Regions from separate parts of the Mus musculus genome. Here region 1 is linked to region 2. The links are chromatin contacts, called in public promoter capture Hi-C maps. All regions are on one chromosome and are shown on one strand. The core of a region is the stretch at or near the end of the contact, and the rest is flanking DNA. Distances in the headings are between cores, read along the strand shown.

Evidence for each region. Promoter capture Hi-C pulls out the DNA fragments that hold promoters and counts their contacts.
Region 1: a contact with region 2 is called in a promoter capture Hi-C map of liver, with 2.1 times the contacts expected there. The contact joins the promoter of Mis18a here to the enhancer-like site in region 2. A contact is called at or near these places in 10 of 39 promoter capture datasets (the 3T3-L1 cell line, 3T3-L1-derived adipocytes, the C10 cell line and 5 more) and 6 of 484 Hi-C or Micro-C datasets (the G1E-ER4 cell line, the N1E-115 cell line, brown adipocytes and 1 more).

What each region holds. Positions count from the first base shown.
Region 1 is chr16:90,725,398-90,729,473 of GRCm38.p6, forward strand. It overlaps Mis18a (MIS18 kinetochore protein A), which reads right to left and starts at 1,974. Exons shown (of 5, transcript NM_025642.1): 1 at 1,629-1,974; 2 at 896-962. The coding sequence starts at 1,875. It overlaps Gm17518 (a long non-coding RNA gene), which reads left to right and starts at 2,023. Exons shown (of 2, transcript XR_876238.3): 1 at 2,023-2,274; 2 at 2,923-4,076.
Region 2 is chr16:90,195,643-90,199,328 of GRCm38.p6, forward strand. It overlaps Gm35714 (a long non-coding RNA gene), which reads right to left. Exons shown (of 3, transcript XR_003951898.1): 2 at 2,248-2,406; 3 at 1,671-2,155. Among named protein-coding and RNA genes, the nearest start is that of Gm35714, 6.3 kb to the right of the region's middle. Within about 2 kb of position 1,284, at least 40 of the 459 cell types and tissues checked have an H3K27ac peak or open chromatin away from gene starts, as enhancers often do. A contact at or near this core is called in liver, where this site is marked.

The DNA.
Region 1 (4,076 bases), core at 724-3,223, 530 kb after region 2:
ACACCCATATCATCTTTATCAATGTCAATGCAATTTCCCTGCCAGTTTCTATAACACTTATATTCGAATATTACTAAAACCATTATTAAAACCTTCAAGTCAGTCCCACCTCTTGATTCTCTGATTGAGGTACTACCTGAACTAGTTTCTACACCTCAGCAAGACACGGCTCCTCTCTGGGGTAGCAAACATAAAAGGCAGAGCTTTCTACTCAGTCTGCTGAGGACAGCACTTGCCAACACTAGTTAGTAGTCAGCCGTGACAAGTTATCTGTCCCCTCGGCCCCAGCACATGGAACCTGGGACTAGTGACTTACAGCCACAGATGGCCTGTCTGCGTAGCCCAGTCAGCTGTGGGTGTGGGCTCTGTATTAGTATTTTCTGTCTGCCAGTACAAGGAAGAGACAGGCAGCACTGGGACAGGAATAGGACACTTTCAACTTGGAGATTTTAAGATAGATATTTTCTGCTTTACTTTCCATTTTCTTTGGCACCAAACTCAGAGCCCTAAAAATCAGTGTTAAATACACTTTCAGAATCTTAGAAACTCCCACTTTCCGATCTTAAGGGGCTATCACCATCAAATAATGGATCCTTTCTTCTTTTCAATGCATTCAATTACCATGAAAAGTTATATCTCAAGCAATCTCACAGAACGGTCGGTAGAAGATTTTTCCTTAAAATTAAAGTTTTCAGCCGGGCGTGGTGGCGCACGCCTTTAATCCCAGCACTCGGGAGGCAGAGGCAGGCTGATTTCTGAGTTCGAGGCCAGCCTGGTCTACAAAGTGAGTTCCAGGACAGGCAGGGCTATACAGAGAAACCCTGTCTCGAAAAACCAAAAATAAATAAATAAAATAAAATTTTCTCTCACATATTCACATAAATATCTTACTTACCAACCGTCTTCATCTCTGCACTTGGACAGTTTCGGTTCCTTATCCACAGAGACGTTACAGGAGACGCCTGGAAAGAGAGTCGCAACACTTTGTTAGTGTGGTTTGTTGTTACACACCTGCAGACAGGAACTTTTAACTCAACTTTAACTTGTATTTTAGAGGACTAGGGGAAAAAAAGAGCCCAAAGACTGGTGGGAAGTGGGGTACTCCCGTGGTTCAGCACTAAAGGGATGGGGGCCTTCTGGGAGAAGAGGTGGAACAAGGATTACTTCACATCCTTTTCTGAAAACCAGTGGGGTTAAGAGATAAACAAAATGACCCAGCGAAGAGCATTGGGACTCACCCAGTAAAGACATCGCCTACTCTGTGGCCATATACCATACACTTATTTAATCGTCCCCGTTATCCCATCATTATCCCTCGTTTTGGAGACGAGAAACTTGAGGCACAAGCAGTTGAACAGACTGCCCAAGGACACTAAGCTAAGTCCCCAAAGCAGCTGACAGAGTCCGTCAGATGTGAAAACACTCCCCTGAAGGAAGCACCTTCCTAAAACGTCAGGATGACGCTCAACCGCTGCCCTTGGGGGGCATGGAAGACCCAGGAAAAAACTTGTCACTCGTGAGCCACCCACAGGGACGCCTCTCCTGCGGTTTGCTGGGACAGCTCTCGTCCCCACCCCAGCCCCCGCAGCCCCAGGAAACCCCGACGCAGGAGGGCGGCCCGAACTGACTGCGCAACAGGATGCAGTTGGTGTCCTCCTGGCTGGCCACCCAGGTGAGCGAGTCGCCCAGTGGCCGGCGACAGCGGGCACAAAGGAACACCAGCGGGTTCTCCGCCGCGGCCGCCTTCTCCTCAGGCCGTTCCTTCTCTAGCCCTAACGCGTCTGCGCTCGACATGTTTGCCCACTTCTGCAGCCGCAGGTAGCGGCTCGAGTCTTCCGACAGACGCTTCTCCAGCAGGGGGGACTCGCTCGACATAGCCAGGCGGTTTTAACCACAAGCGGTCAAGGAACATCCCAGAGACCAGGAAGCAGCCATGACATACGAATTTGCCGCGCCCCGGAACCTCACGGGAATAATACCTCTGCGCATGCGCAAGGTGCAAGAGGCGGGGCACCGCCCGAAGGGGTGGGACCTGAAGAAGGGCCCGACTGCATCGAAGGCGCATGCTCGCCATCTGACCGGCGCGCGAGCCGCGCTCACTGCGCTTGCGTCCTGCGGTCTTCCTGAGCGAAAGCTGGTGAACTGGGGTGCTGGGGTGCTATCTGCGGGCATTTCAGCTCCTTCCGCCGCTGCTGAGAAAGTTGAAGGCTTCGAATTAAATGAGTAGCAGCTCACCTAGTTCCTCCACACTGTTAGCGGGCATGCCCGTGCTGGGTAAGCAGACCCATCTTCACGGAGCCGAAAGTGGACCCAGGAATTCCAAGCGGTGTACTGCAAGTCACATCTCTGATTCTAGCCCGTCTGCTCCCGGAGACCCGCTTTCCTACATCTAGAAAAAAACAGGGGTCTGTGGCGAGCCAAAGACGCCCCCTGCCTCAAGGACCCAGCGTTACTGAGACTAGCACTGCAAGGAAAAAATATGAGAAGCTGGAGGGGACAGCATCGCTGTGGCTACAGAGTGGGCGTGTGTCTGGGTCAGAGTATGGTTCACCCTACTCCAGGGCGGGAAGGACGGTCAGTCTAAAGAAAGTCAGCTTTTGATTTCAAAGACCACAGGCTAGAGGGAAGGCGCGCCACCACGAACAGCCTGGATGCATCAGTAAGAAACAACACGCAAAGACCACCATATCCCCCTCCCCCCCCCCCCCCCCCCCAGTCACACTACCCAGTTCGCTTCACTAAACTACATCACACTTACCACCTATTTTCGTATCTCTGGCCACTAGCAAAAAGTTTCAAATCCTAAGTCGTTGACCTGACCGAGGTGGTACCAGGCTGGAAACTAGAAAGGCTATTTTGCCTTCTCTGAATATGATTTTGACTTTCTGTTTTTTGAATCTTTTTTTTTTTTTTTTTGTCCAGGCTGCCCAGGAATTCATTATGTAGCTCACCCACAGTGATCCTCCTGCTTCAGCCTCCCACATGCTAGGATAACAGCCCAGCCCAGAGGCAAAGAAATGACTCCTTTTGGAACCTATTTCAACAAGTCCCTGAGGCGTATCGACCTTTAACCGCCAGGAATCCTGTGGTCCTGCTTGAGGTGTGCCAAGACGGAACGGAGCAAAGAATACCATAAACCAACAGACTTTGCAAATACACTGGAAGGTACACCAATAGGCAGATTACAGCAAAGCAGTGGGACCCTGCTGTAGACCCTGATGCTACCTGGCCATACTCTTAGCATTTTGGTTATAAGCTGGGGAATCTGTTTGTACACATTAAAGTATTTAACTAATAGTCAGAAGGATATGGCCACATACAAGGGAGGGGAGTAAATGACCACGGAGGGGACTCAAGGTAACCCCAAATTACTGGGCTTTGAACTTCCAACCTCTCCACATCACTGATGCTCTGATCCTCCAGCTAGCCATTGTAGTCTCTTCTTCTTTCCTGGAAATTTCCTTTAAAGTTCCAAGATCCCCAGTGGATGCAGGAAATAGCAGACGTTGCCAAACACTCTAGAACCAATGTTTTGTTTTGCTGAACTAGGTGTGGTGGGAAGGGAGGGGAAGGAAAAGACAGGAGAAAGGACAGATAGAGGAAGCAGGAGGAGAAATGAATGGATGAGGCCTTGAGCATCTTCCTGAACAGATTGTGGGTTCATTTTTATTTGCATGTATTTAAGGGGGAACATGAACATGCTGGAGGTCAGAGGACAACTTGAAGCCTCTTGTTTTCTTCCTGAGGATTGAACTTGGCCTTGCTACCGAGCGCCTCTGACCTCTGAGACATCACACCAGCCCGAGTTATGGATGTGCAGAACCACACAGGCAGCTGAGGGAAACGGGAAGCTAACAACCGCTGATCACGCTCACAGGCTGATCCTAATTGCTTGCACTGCCTAACGCTTGCACACCACAGTGACAATAAGATGTGATTGCAGGTCCCGGAAGCTGGTGGCTTACTTCCCTAGCTGGCAGGTTTGATTGCAGCTATTCAAAGACCATTTAGATGTGTGCATGTGTCTAGGATCCAAATGGTACCCAAGTCTGCCTTCCCTGACCAACCAGCACCAG
Region 2 (3,686 bases), core at 34-2,533:
AGACTAAGCACACAATGGCATTACCGTTCTGCTGGACAACAAGTGCAGTGTAACTGATCTAACCTCGGGGGTTTTCTCGTATGTGCAGAGCTGGCATTCACCGTGAAAATGCCCCCAGAGGCCTTAATTCCAACAAGGGGCTTTTTTTGGGCTTTGAGTATTATTCTTCAGGGAATATTCAATTCCTTTTCTTCCCCCCAGACAAGAGAAGTGGTTAGTCAGCTTACAGGAATGGGCTCTTCATGGCCACAGTCATCAAATGTGCCTCTACATAAGTGGGCAAGCAGTACACTTGTGCTGAACCATGGCATCTGCATGGAGCTGGCCACTTCTGTCTCAGTCCCCACAGCACCTCTTCCTGGAGGCACACAGATAATGTCTTCCCAGTAAGGAGGAAATGAGGAGATTCAGAGAGAGCAAAAGGCTTACCTGGAAAGTGGAAAATCCAAGACTAGAGTCACATGTTCAGAGTCCTAGCCCAAGACTAAAGACTTTGGGCACTGGTTCCCAAGATCTCTCTCATGTCTCATGACAGTAAGGGCCAGGGTTTCACTACTACTTCTACATTCAGTAGTTCACGACATGGCAGCAATTATATTTACAGTTATGATTTTTTTAAAAAACAAAAGGACAAAGATTGACAGCATCCAAGGAGGGAAAAACAGTTTCATATGCAAAGCTTCCCTGCGTCCTTAACCAGCGAAGTCTTAGGTGATATTGAATGTTTTTGGAAAAAATGTGTGACTGTGAGTGTGACAGAGTGCAGGGCAGGAGTGTGCCACAGTGTGAGTGTGACAGAGCACAGGGTAGAAGTGTACCACAGTATGACTGTGAGTGTGACAGTCTCAGGACAGGAGTGTGCCACAGTGTGACTGTGAGTGTGACAGTCTCAGGACAGGAGTGTGCCACAGTGTGACTGTGAGTGTGACAGAGTACAGGGCAGGAGTGTGCCACAGTGTGACTGTGAGTGTGACAGTCTCAGGGCAGGAGTATGCCACAGTGTGAGTGAGTGTGACAGGGCAGGAGTGTGCTACAGTGTGAGTGAGTGTGACAGGGCACAGGGCAGAAGTGTGCCACAGTTGAGTCTTATGGACATGGCAGCTGACCCATCGGTTGGTCTCCTCAGTTTTTAATCACTTCCGGGGTCAGGCTGATATTTCTTGTCCAAATCTCTCACCATAAATTAGACTATAGGGCATTACGCAAGGGCGTACAGCTAACAGCACTCTTATCAGACAGGTCATCCCAAGAGTCGAGATATGGTTTCCCAGGAGCTGAGGACAAAGGTTTAGAATTCTTTATTGCACAATCTACTCTCTCTGCAACCCACTGTTGTAAGTGTGTGCCCTGCGGGCCATCACATTGGATTTATGTGAGTTTCTGTGCCCACAGAAAGGGAAATCCAATTTGACTACAAAACATGACTGGGAAATAGAATGTGAACATCCCAGAAGGGGAAGACAAGGCACAGGGGACACATAGGTGAACTTTATGAAGACAGAAATGCAGTAAGTTCCAAGGACAGAGAAGTCACGTCTGGAGTTTTTCTCTGTGCTGTCCATGTAGAAGCAAAGTGCTGGTTGGAGCCCATTGATTGCTGGTTCCAGTCCTGTTCCTGACTGATTGCACAGAGGACACCTAGGGCAAGTTCGGGGTTGGGGGGGGGGGGGTTGGGGGGAGTCTGAAAAGCCAACCCAACTGTGGTGTCAAGCTGCATTCAGAGTGAGGGAACCTCACTCGGCTTGCAGCCTGTGCAGTCGGTGTGGGCTCACCCCTGTACTCACTTTCTTATCTTTGCTATATTGGTAGTGGGAAAGGACCGCACCACCACTAGGGCAAAGTTCAACAGGAAGGAAGCCAAGGCTTATCATCTGGAGGAGCAGGAGCGGGGGCGGGGCGGAGGTGGGCGGGGCGGAGATCGGAGGAAACGCTGGGGCCGTGTGGAGGGTTGGAGGAACTGGCAGTGGTGCGCTTTTGCCCCAACCTGGACTGACCTCAAGGAGGACCTGGCACGTTTCTCTTCTCCCTAGTTCTGAGCCTACCCTCTGCCCCTTTAAGATTTCAGTTCGCCTCTAATCTTCCAGGGAAAATCGCTGGGCTCTGGACCGCCTCCCAAAGACGCCTGTGTTAGCAGCCTGGTCACCAGAGGGTGGTGCTGTTGGGAGAACGGAGAAGATTGAGAAGGGAGACTCAGCCCTCAACCAGGCCCCAGACTGTACGGTGGAGGGTGGAGCGGAGGATACTTACAGGGCAGAGCAGCATTCGACTTAGGGTGTGGGGTAGGTGACTGGAGCTGCGTTAGTCATGATCTGTGTGTCTGTAACCAAGCTCTGTGGTTTGCCATGCGATACACAAGAGGAAAAGGCCCAGCGTGACGGCACACACCAGCAGTTCTAGCCCTTGGAGCTGGAGGTAGGAGGATCAACAGTTTGAGGCCAGCCTGGGCTACATGAGACAACAATTCAAACAAACAAACAAACTCCCTCTCCTCCAGCCAAGCAAGATGCCCAAGGGGAAGAAGGCCAAGGGGAAGAAGGTGATCCCCACCCCCCATCGTGAGGAAACAGAAGAGGTGGTCAATCCTTTGTTTGAGAAAAGGCCCAAGAACTTAGACAGGATATCCAGCCCAAAAGAGATCCAACACGCTTCACCAAATGGCCCCGCTACATCAGGCTGCAGCGGCAAAGAGCCATCCTCTATAAGCGACTCAAAGTACCTCCTGCCATTAACCAGTTCCCCCAGGCCCTGGACAGATGCCCTACTGCATCATCAAGGGAAAGGCCAGGCTGGGGCATCTGGTCCACAGGAAGACACGCACCACTGTTGCCTTCACACAGGTTAACTCGGAAGACAAGGGTGCTCTGGCTAAGATGGTGGAAGCTATTAAGACCAATTACAATGACAGATAGGATGAGATCTGCTGCCACTGGGGAGGCAACATCCTGGGTTCTAAGTCTGTGGCTCGCATTGCCAAGTGGAAAAGGCAAAGGCTAAAGAATTCGCCACTAAACTGGGTTAAACGCACACTAAGTTCTCTGTACATAAATATAATTACAAAATTATCTCTCACCCCCCCAAAAAAAAACCCAAAGGAAAAAAAAAAAAAAAAGAAGAGGGAAGATATGAGGAAGAGGAAGAAGCTACAGTGTTATCACGACCTAAAAATAGCATTTTCAGTCTCCTGAAAAAGGCTCCACGAGTCTCCTCAGCAGACAGAGCCTGAGTTCTAGGTGTCCGACCTTAGGCACACACTTCGTGAGTTGGAGCCTCAGTCTCCCCAGCCCTGGAAGTGGTGATGGGAATCTTTCTCCTCCACCACTGGGTAGACACAGAGAAAAGCATTTGCCACTTGAGACTAATTCCTCAGTCTGATCCCTGAAATCAATTGTGAAATGGGGAAGTGACTCCTGAAAGCTTTCTTCTGCCCTCCACATGTGCTCCTTGATACATATGCCTCTGTACACGCTCGTGTCTGCACACGCACACACGCATACACGCACGCACAGCCTTTCAGGGGAGACTGAGGGTCAAATGCAATGATGTGTGCAGAGCCAGGCGCAAAGACTCCTGACACAAGGGGACTGCTGCATAAACTACAAGTTCTCCTCTGTACAGAACAAAGCCGTGGTGGCCTCAGGTTTCAGAATGGAGGATGGAAACTTGCAGGACCTGGGGCGCAGTCTTCT